Linked DNA regions of Mus musculus: regions 2 and 3 are each linked to region 1. Evidence: chromatin contacts called from public Hi-C data. All regions are on one chromosome and are shown on one strand. The core of a region is the stretch at or near the end of the contact, and the rest is flanking DNA. Distances in the headings are between cores, read along the strand shown.

What was found. A called contact is a pair of places that touch in the nucleus more often than the background predicts.
Region 2: a Hi-C map of liver shows a contact between it and region 1, with 1.6 times the contacts expected there. The contact joins two enhancer-like sites. A contact is called at or near these places in 6 of 484 Hi-C or Micro-C datasets (embryonic stem cells and liver), 1 of 115 datasets of contacts at active chromatin or transcription factors (embryonic stem cells) and 1 of 9 other capture datasets (embryonic stem cells).
Region 3: a Hi-C map of liver shows a contact between it and region 1, with 1.6 times the contacts expected there. The contact joins two enhancer-like sites.

What each region holds. Positions count from the first base shown.
Region 1 is chr2:169,350,284-169,353,312 of GRCm38.p6, reverse strand. No RefSeq gene overlaps it. Among named protein-coding and RNA genes, the nearest start is that of Gm39994, 23 kb to the left of the region's middle. Within about 2 kb of position 1,497, at least 2 of the 459 cell types and tissues checked have an H3K27ac peak or open chromatin away from gene starts, as enhancers often do. A contact at or near this core is called in liver, where this site is marked.
Region 2 is chr2:169,749,193-169,752,221 of GRCm38.p6, reverse strand. The region is part of intron 1 of Tshz2 (teashirt zinc finger family member 2); the gene reads right to left. Among named protein-coding and RNA genes, the nearest start is that of Gm34344, 84 kb to the right of the region's middle. Within about 2 kb of position 1,546, at least 50 of the 459 cell types and tissues checked have an H3K27ac peak or open chromatin away from gene starts, as enhancers often do. A contact at or near this core is called in liver, where this site is marked.
Region 3 is chr2:169,693,781-169,696,809 of GRCm38.p6, reverse strand. The region is part of intron 1 of Tshz2 (teashirt zinc finger family member 2); the gene reads right to left. Among named protein-coding and RNA genes, the nearest start is that of Gm34344, 28 kb to the right of the region's middle. Within about 2 kb of position 1,644, at least 41 of the 459 cell types and tissues checked have an H3K27ac peak or open chromatin away from gene starts, as enhancers often do. A contact at or near this core is called in liver, where this site is marked.

The sequences.
Region 1 (3,029 bases), core at 248-2,747:
GCTAGGATATAGGGTTGCCAAGGTTTAGGAGATAAAGATGTAATTGTAATTTCTGTAAGAGAGAAGTGTCAAGAGACTGAGAATTTAAAGTAATGGTTGTCCTTAGAGTCTCAGCAAGAAGGATACACACACACACACACACACACACACACACACACACACACACACGGTGTGTGTGGAAGGGCTATGTACCCAGACTGGGATCTTTAGGGACATCAACAAGACAAGGTTGCACATCTGGAGTAGGAAGGTGGAGTTAATCAACAACCCAGGCCTGAGTAACAATAACAAATTCCATCAAAGCCTGGACAGGTCACTGAAATAGAAAACCCATAGACATCGCTAGGAGAGGCACAGCCAGGTCTTGGGCATACACCTGGGAAGGGGGAAGGGAGAGAATGTCCCAAAGTCTCATAGTCACCTCTGGTCTTTGATGTTCTCAATAGCTACAGTCAGTAGGAAGCTGGCGAACAAAGAACCCAGAGTAGGGTGTCTAGGACACTAAGTGTAGTGGCTGCGGGGGACATGGAAGACATCCAACACGAGGTTCGAGTAAATCACATCTTTTATCTCTGGTATTGCATTTTGCACAGGGACAATGCATTCAAGTGAAGGCAGTGATGGAGAAAGGGGGATGGTCGAACCAGTAAAGGCAGCGACAGGAAGGGAAGTTAAGTAGCTGAGGCAAGCTCCTACAGGAATGCCAAAGAAGAGACCCTCCCTCAGCAGAGGGGAGTCAAGTTGGATCACCTGAAGAAGGGGTGTCCAAGTCAAACACTGAAAGGCTGGGAGGGATGAGTCAGGAGAGAGGGCAGACTGGGTGTTCGCAAAGGCTGTAAAGGGAGCTGGGCCATAGCTTGTTCTTGGAGGTCAAGAGTAAATCTGGAGAAAGATGAGAAGCAAGACTGGAAAAGGAAATAGAAGGAGCTGGAGAGAACTTTGACTGTGACAACAAAGAGCTCAGATTTCATCCTCTAGACAAGGAGGAGACACCGCAAAGAGTGACAAGCAGAAATTGCTACTTTCATGTTTTTCTCCAACTCTACTCCCAGCCAAGTACATCCGACGCTGTCAACCTCGCAGCAAACACAGACCTGTTTGTCCCTGTGCTTGACAAGAAGAAAGTGAGTGGCGAGATTGGTTTGTCTCTTTGATCCATGGCAAAGATCCACATATATGTGGTGTATAGAGTGTGTGTGTGTGTGTGTGTGTGTGTGTGTGTGTGTGTGTGTGTGTGTGTGTGTGTGTGTTGCATATGGGTCATGTCGCCTTTGGAGAGTTGAATGTCTCCATGAGAAAGGAAATTACCAATATAGCTCTCTCCTGGCCACTGCATCCCTGAATAGAGATAGCCAACATCTCCAAAGACAACCTGACACACCTTTGGCATTTAAGAAATCGAAGTCTCAAGATTCTAACATCATGAGCCAAGGCTAGATTAATGACCTTTCAGACTACAGGCTCACAGAATCAGAAGTAGGTCAGCCTCCCTGGGACACTGAAAGGTGTCAGCTTCCCATTGGTGGAAGCCACCAAAGGAAAGTGACCCTTGTTACTTTGGTCACTAATTGATCTGTCCTCCCCCCGCCCCCCGCCGCCCCCATTTCAGATGTTGAGAGAATGAATACAGACTTTCTGGGAAATGTTACCTCTGGGTTTTAAAAAGGTCACATGCAAATAGAAGCACGTGGACTCCCTCTTGGGTTCCCCATTTGCAAGCCACCCGCTTGAGGACACGGGTTTGTTTGCTTTTTCTCTAAGTTTCATTTTCATGATTGCTCTGACATTGGGTGTATTTATACAATAAACCAAGTGCTATCATGGTCTGACCAATGAGATATCAGGGCCATGGATTGTTTGAATCTTTATTTTGTCTAAAACTGTGTTCTGAGTCCAGAAATAAAAATGTGTCTTTGAGCACCCTGACACTGGGAAATACGTGGGAGAGATTCCTAAATCCCATGCCCTCTGTGGGTATGATCTGCTCTCTCAGGCTGTACCATTTTCAGAGAGTCACAGGGTTCTGCTGATACATATTTTTTTTTTCTTTAACCTTCTTTTCCTGGACTCCTACTGTTGCTGTATTTAAACATCAGGGCTTTCCTAATGTCATTTCCTAAGGATCAGTAGGTCTCCCCAAATTGAACCCATACCTTATCCTCATTATGCTTTTAAATGTTTCTCAGTATTCAGATTTATGTTTTCTGCAGGGAGAGATGTTTGGGAGGAACCATGGCTTTGCCACAAAGGTTCTGTCTGGAATAGTGACCACTTTCTGGAACAATGGTCCCTCCTATCTGGTTCTGATGAGAAGCAAGAGGGACCCTCTTTATCCCCTCTGACACATGAGAAAGGTACACAGTGGGCTGATGCTTCCAGGAGATCCCTTGGTCATAGGTGGATCTAGAGATGGTTCTGTGTCTAGTGCCAAGGCCAGTCAGAGAAACCAACACTGTATTTTTGAAACTTCAGACTAGGTCATCAAGTCCTTTGATCCACTTACATTTCTGTGGTGACAGGAGCTAAGAATCCATGAGGGAAGTGTGTAAGGCCATAGACTGCTAGCCCTGCCATTGTACCCAGGGGCTATGACATGGGATAGGATCAGAAAGATGGAGAAAGCCTGATAATTTCCCTGAGCACATTTCAGAGAGCACCCTTATGGGGCAACTGATCTACCAAAGTTCTGCAGCCTTGGTTTGAATAAGTTTTGCATTGTGGTGGGTCCTGGAGATTAGGTAGCCATCTTTGATAGAGCTTAGTGCTTGCTAGCATCCCACGGCCCATGAGGAAATATTTCAGTGGATGGTGGAAAAGCTCTCACATCTGAGGGATCACTGTGTGAATGAGAAATCTCCAACAGCAGGTTTTGTGATCAGCAAACATAGAGTCAATAATGCTGAAGATGGCTGCTGATGGAACCGGGTATGGTTCTGTGAGAACACTTTGGGGGATTTCTAGAAAATGATAAAGAAACATTCTTGGGTTGCCAGGGGAGAGGAAGATGGGAACTCTGATTCCAGACTGAC
Region 2 (3,029 bases), core at 297-2,796, 400 kb before region 1:
GCAGGGACTTGGGGCTGAGCTTGCATGGTGTCTCCAAAACTCTTGGGGAGTGTTTCAGTCATTACTCATTAGGTTGATTGGATGTCTTCATTGTAACCTTTGAAGCTCAAGAATGAAGAGAGCAGGCAGTTGTGCTACGTAGGCCTATCACCCAGCGAGCTGGTGTGAGGAGGACGCAGGAGGGTTTTAAGGTCAGGGTCAGTTGGGCTGCATAACGAGACCGTAGCTCAAAACATCAGGAAAACCCCCTGCCTCCAAAATATGGAAATAAAAGTGAAGGCAAATCCTATTTAAAAACTCAGAACTATTTCCCAGCTTTTACCAAGAAAAATGACAAGATATTAAAGGTCTCTATGATTATCGGCTCTCCTCAAGAATTGCAAGGTAATAAGACAGAACTTGATGTAGTGATAAGAAACCCCTCCTCATCTTCCACTCTTAATAACCAAATATTATTAAATCAATAATTTTGGCAATGATCTGAACAGGTTATTAAACATCATGAATTATTAAGCTGAAGGTTGATCAGAGCCACGAAAATAATTCGAGTTAACGGGAATCTCTGGATTTCTAATAAAATATCCAGTCATTGACGAAAACATCTCTGTTAGGATTCGTCTGGAACAAGAAAGGCAGATCCCACAGATGTCGTTAAGGAAGAGAACACATTCCTTTCTGGATTACAGGAAATTAAAAACCCAGATCACTAGGATCAAAATAGCAGGAGATTAAACAGCCCAAGTGGAAAGGTGCCGACGCCTATGGAGAGGTAGCTCCCCCCGCCCGCCCAATCCAGGTGGTTCCCCCACCCCAGTGAATGTTCCACTGATTGTCAGAGACCTGAAAAAGACTTGGGAAATGGCCATGGATTCCTCAATGCTGGGTGTGCCTCTGGCGAGGGGAAATGGGCATAAAGCAATTAGTCCATGGCCCATAGCCAGCTGCACTCTGTTCCAGTCGCTTTGCCTTAAGCAAGGAGTGTGTGCAAAAGTATTTTGTCCAGACATTATCCAACAACAGGCAGTGGAATGTGATTTAATTTAGAAGGGACCAGGGGGCAGGAGAGAAGAGGCCTGGGGTGGGCCCCCGAGCAGGCAGAAAGGTCTGGTGGACTTTGACCTTTCTGTGAGATCACATTTACCATCCCAGAGAATACTGACACAAACAAGCCATCCTGGCTGTCAGAGGAACTGAAGACAAACAGATGCCCCTCACTCTCTGGTTGCATACCTTCTCCAGTTCAGGCTTCCTGCTCAGATGAGATCTTGCCAAAAAGCATTATCCCGTGCTAGAATTTCCTAATTCTAACTCGACTCTGTCATTGACGAGTTTAGTGACATGCATTTCGCCCCCCCTTTAACCATTTAATGCAACATGAGCTCTGAATGTTACCAGGGAGAGAAAACTGAGACCGGCAGGGGATTTAGACTTTGGCAAAATGACAGGTGGCTTGGGACCGTCTGGCAATGCATCAGCAAATGGGAAGGCCAAGGCCTTTAGGTCTTTCGACACGAAAGCCAAGAGATTGCAAATAGGTTAGCAGGGCAGGGACAGGGGTCAGATCTCCATGCCTGCATGCCAGGTTGAATCATCTACTTTCTGTGGGGTCTCAGCAAGGACACACATCTCCATAAGTCTCAAAGTTAGCCATCTTGTGGACTTAACAGCTTTCCCCAAAGCCAGCCACACAGTGGTCTAAGGCCAGCACCAGGCACTGAGTGCACACTTAGCCACTAGGCAATCGGTGGAGTCTTGGAGGCAGATTCCTTCCATTATTATACTCATCTATAGACAAGTAGGGACAGGAATAGAAAACAAAACAAGACAAAAAACCTGCAATAAGTGAAGAATATCAGGAAGAAATTCAACCATCAAATTCTGATGATTATGTTTTCGATGTGAGAGACTGTGGGATGTTTCTTGAAGGAGGTGATCAAGCCTAACTTGGAACCTGGGAGTGTATCTAATACAAGAGAGCTGCAGAGGACTCCCACAGCCATGGGGGGGGGGAGAAACAGCTGGGTTTAGTGATTTCGGGGCTCAAGTGGGAGTTGAGATCTTCACAGAAACCCCATGAGAAAATCTCACTTTAGTGGGAGGCAACTCCCTAGCCCCTACCTTGCCCCACCTCACAGGACCTGACTGCATCTTCAGGTGCTCCTGTGTCCCTGTTGATATTTTGTCAACAGAGAAGGTGAGCCCCCTTCCATTTTTCTTTCACTGAAACTAGATTTATTTGTAAGATCACAAGGTGGCATTTGGAAGTGGTCCCAACACACAGGCAAAGCCTTCCTGGCAATCAGATCGTGCTGAAACCGAAAGGTAAGAAAATATATTAAGAGAGAGAACTGTAACCATTCAAGGACACAGCAAACCACAACCTTGGCCCCAGAACTGCATTCTTCCGCCCACTAACAACCCCTGTTCTTGAGCTATAGGATAAACCCCATAAATCAAGGGGCGCTTGGGATAGATAAGGGAGAAGAAGCCAACAATAAATCCCCTTAAACTTGCTGTCACTCTCTTGCCTAGGAACTCCACTTCCTTTTAAAAATCAAAACATGATAATCGAATGTTCTAGAGATGCGGAAGGAACAAAGCAGGAAGTCCCGCCCTCTGACTTCCTACCTAATTTTTTTTTTTTTTTTTTTTAGGGTGGCTAACTGGCTGGAGACAGTTCATCTCTGTTGAGCAGTGTCACAAGCTGGATTCCGGTGGGGCAGAGAAACGGTCCGTCCTACACATTAGTCATTTACACTTTTATTAACTTCAAAACAGTGCCCGAGACTGCTCGTTTCATGGTTGAATTACAAATTGCTGACACGGTAGAAAAAGTAGGCACAAACTAAAGCAGTCGGATAACGAATGAAGAACGGAAGGAAAAAAAAAAAGAACGGAAGAGAATGGCTCTGAATCCTGTAGACTGGTTACACATGATAACATTTTGATTGCTCCTTATGTTGTATAAGCAAATTTTATATAGGCGTCTGTTATATCATAGTTTTACATGTAAAAACATTGTATATATG
Region 3 (3,029 bases), core at 395-2,894, 340 kb before region 1:
TCTGGGATCATCCGGCTGCGACAGACACCCTTCCAATCATCCTTATCAGAATTTACTGAGATTATACATATTAGCATGATATTATAATCTCCATGTGGACTGAACTGCAATTAGCCATTGGTGTTTATAATGAGGATCAAGAGAATGGGGGTGGGCAGGCAAAGCCCACATGAGCACACAGTCTAATGGTTAAAGCACAGCGGGCCACAGAGGCTTCAGTGGCCTGCACAGAGAGGCCCCAAAATGGTCATACAATGAGCAAGATAGATGGAAAATATTTTCCCTCCATGAAGAGATGGTAATTAATATTTGAGTCACTTGATGCTTATGATTCTTCAGAGGGATAAATACCTATATTTATATATATATCCAGAGGGTATGAATATACATGCTTTTAAAATACGCCTCCATACATTTATGTAAGTGACTCTTCTGGGCATATGGGTTTCCCCTCCTTCTGGGGACTGTTCTGCACGGCACATTTCCACACGAGGTAATTTCAGAATGTTCTATTCTGTTCTTTCTGGGGCTCACTTTCTACCACCATTGGATTGCCCAGAAAACTGGTGTGGAAAGTTAGCTAAAGACAGCAAAATAAAGTGCAAGCCCATGCTCGTGGGATGCCTCAGGCAGGAGGCATCAAGGGCTGTCTTGTCTCTGTCTGTGTCCTTTCTCCCTCTGTTAAGTGCAGAGAGACTCAGCCAGTGGACCTGAGAGATGGATGTGAACTCGGCCTGGCCGTAGGATCAGATGCTCAGGTTGACTGAGTGAATCCCAGGGCCTCATTTCCCATCTGCAGAGTGGGAACACACCATGGTTTGATTCTCTGCAGATTAGCTAAGACAACATCCAACCCCTGATGCTTGCTTGGCTTCACCTACACAAAGGCTGGCAATTCCACTCCAGCCTTTTTGGAGAAGTTGCCCTTTTCATCTTGCTGGGCATAGAGCATCCCACTGGTCACCTTCTGGGTTGGCTCAAGGGCTGGGCAGGTGGATAAATGGTGACTTGCCTTGGACAATAGGATTGTGTTAGATTTGGGTAGAGGAACCCATGTGAGCCAGGAAGAGTCAATTGTGAGACTCGGACTAGAAATGTTCTAAAGCAAGTCCGGGTGACTGGTGTAGTACGGGTGTTGGCTTATCCTTGTGTCTCACTACACCTGAAGAATAGACATTCCCAGAAGAAAGTCAACATGGAGGGAATAAGACCAACTTTTAATGCCATCACTGAGTTCTTAGATCAACTGGGCCATAGCAGAGGCCTGCCTGGCCTTTTGGGAGATCTGCAGAAATACATTCATCTTCTTGATTTAGACTCGTTGGGGTTTCCAACCACTTGAAGTTCAAAATCCTCACTAATGAAATATGCAAAGACTTTCTCGCACCACTCGGTAATGAGCACGCAAGGAAACAGGGTGGGGACTTAGCAGAGGCCCCTGCTCGCTGCTGAGGGGACAGGATGTTTCTCCCTTGGCATCTGAAAGAAAGCGCTGAGTGGCACCACTGGGGATCGGGCTCACAGAGCACAGTCACTAAGGAAAGCAGCTGCCGTGTGAATAGAAACAGCCACAGGAACCCAGGGCCCAATTTACTCACACCTGGCACCGGGCCAGGTTGCAGGTGTCAAAGTCCAGGAGAGAGCAAGGGCTGTCACTTACGGAAGCATGCTGATGCAATCCAAGCTACTCTGTCATCAGTCACCCCATCACCGGGGCTTGGGGTGGGGGGGGGAGGGAAGGTGGCTTCAAGGGAGTCAGACACCACTGATCCCAACAAACAGGACCATGCTGCAAACAAACCCTGCCACCAACATATGGCTCTTACTTCTGGGACCGGGCAAGCCTCACGTTGATGATAACAAGCAGGGGAAAAGAATCGGTACCGTTACACAGCGTGGGGAGCAAAGTTGGCCTCAGAGAGCTCCATCTGCCCCCGGACTCGCTGCCTATGATATCTGGATCCTAGATGACCTTTTCACGTCATCCCTACGCTGTCTCTTTGCAGTCCCAGTCAAGGCTTGGATTTCGAAGGACTCACCCTTAAGCCTCCCCACTGCCTTAGTTTAGCTCGCCCTTCCTCTCCCAGCCCAAGCTTGTTCCTCCAGCAAGTCTCTACCCCAGAATCTTGGCTCGGGCCTCCCCCTTGGGATACTTTGTCTCTCCAATTTCCCCCTTTATCCGGCCCTTTCTAGAATGGAACCTGGTCAGATAGGCTTTATCTGGGAGCAGCCCATCTTACCCTGACACTGTCACCATCGCTGCAATATGTCATTTCAAGGCAAGCATACATCACTTCTAGACATGGGGTCTGTTAAATTTGCTTCACACTGGCCTTTTCCTTCTGGTACAGGCCTAACCAGTGCCTAGAACAGTGTCAAAACCACTGAAGGTGCTTTGCAAACATTTGTTCAGTGGATTGACTTGTTGGACACACACTTCCTGAGCAACTGTGGGCCACAGATGTTAACAAAATAGCCCCAAGAGGACTGAAGGTGCCATTCCCCAACCCCCTTGCTGCCCAGTAGTGTTCCTGTGGTCAAATAAAACAATCAAAGCTTTGGGTTTCTTTCAGAAGAGGGGGTTTTCTGGAGCAGGGAAGGGTGGCTGAGAAGTGGCTATTTTTATTCTCTTGAGTTTCTTTTTAGCCATCTCCTTAGGCTGTAATCTGGACACAGGGTGTCTGACTGGGCAAGCAAGCCATCTCTCTGTGTAGAGCAGAATGATGGAGCATGGTACCACACAGAAGGGCTAGACTGTGCAAAGGCCCAGGGGCAGCAGGGAACTTAGTTTCTGATATTATGCAACGGCAGTTGGTATGTGTCTTAGTCAGGGTTTCTATTCCTGCACAAACATCATGACCAAGAAGCAAGTTGGGGAGGAAAGGGTTTATTCGGCTTACACTTCCATACTGCTGTTCATCACCAAGGAAGTCAGGACTGGAACTCAAGCAGGTCAGGAAGCAGGAGCTGATGCAGAGGCCATGGAGGGATGTTCTTTACTGGCTTGCCTCCCCTGGCTTGCTCAGCCT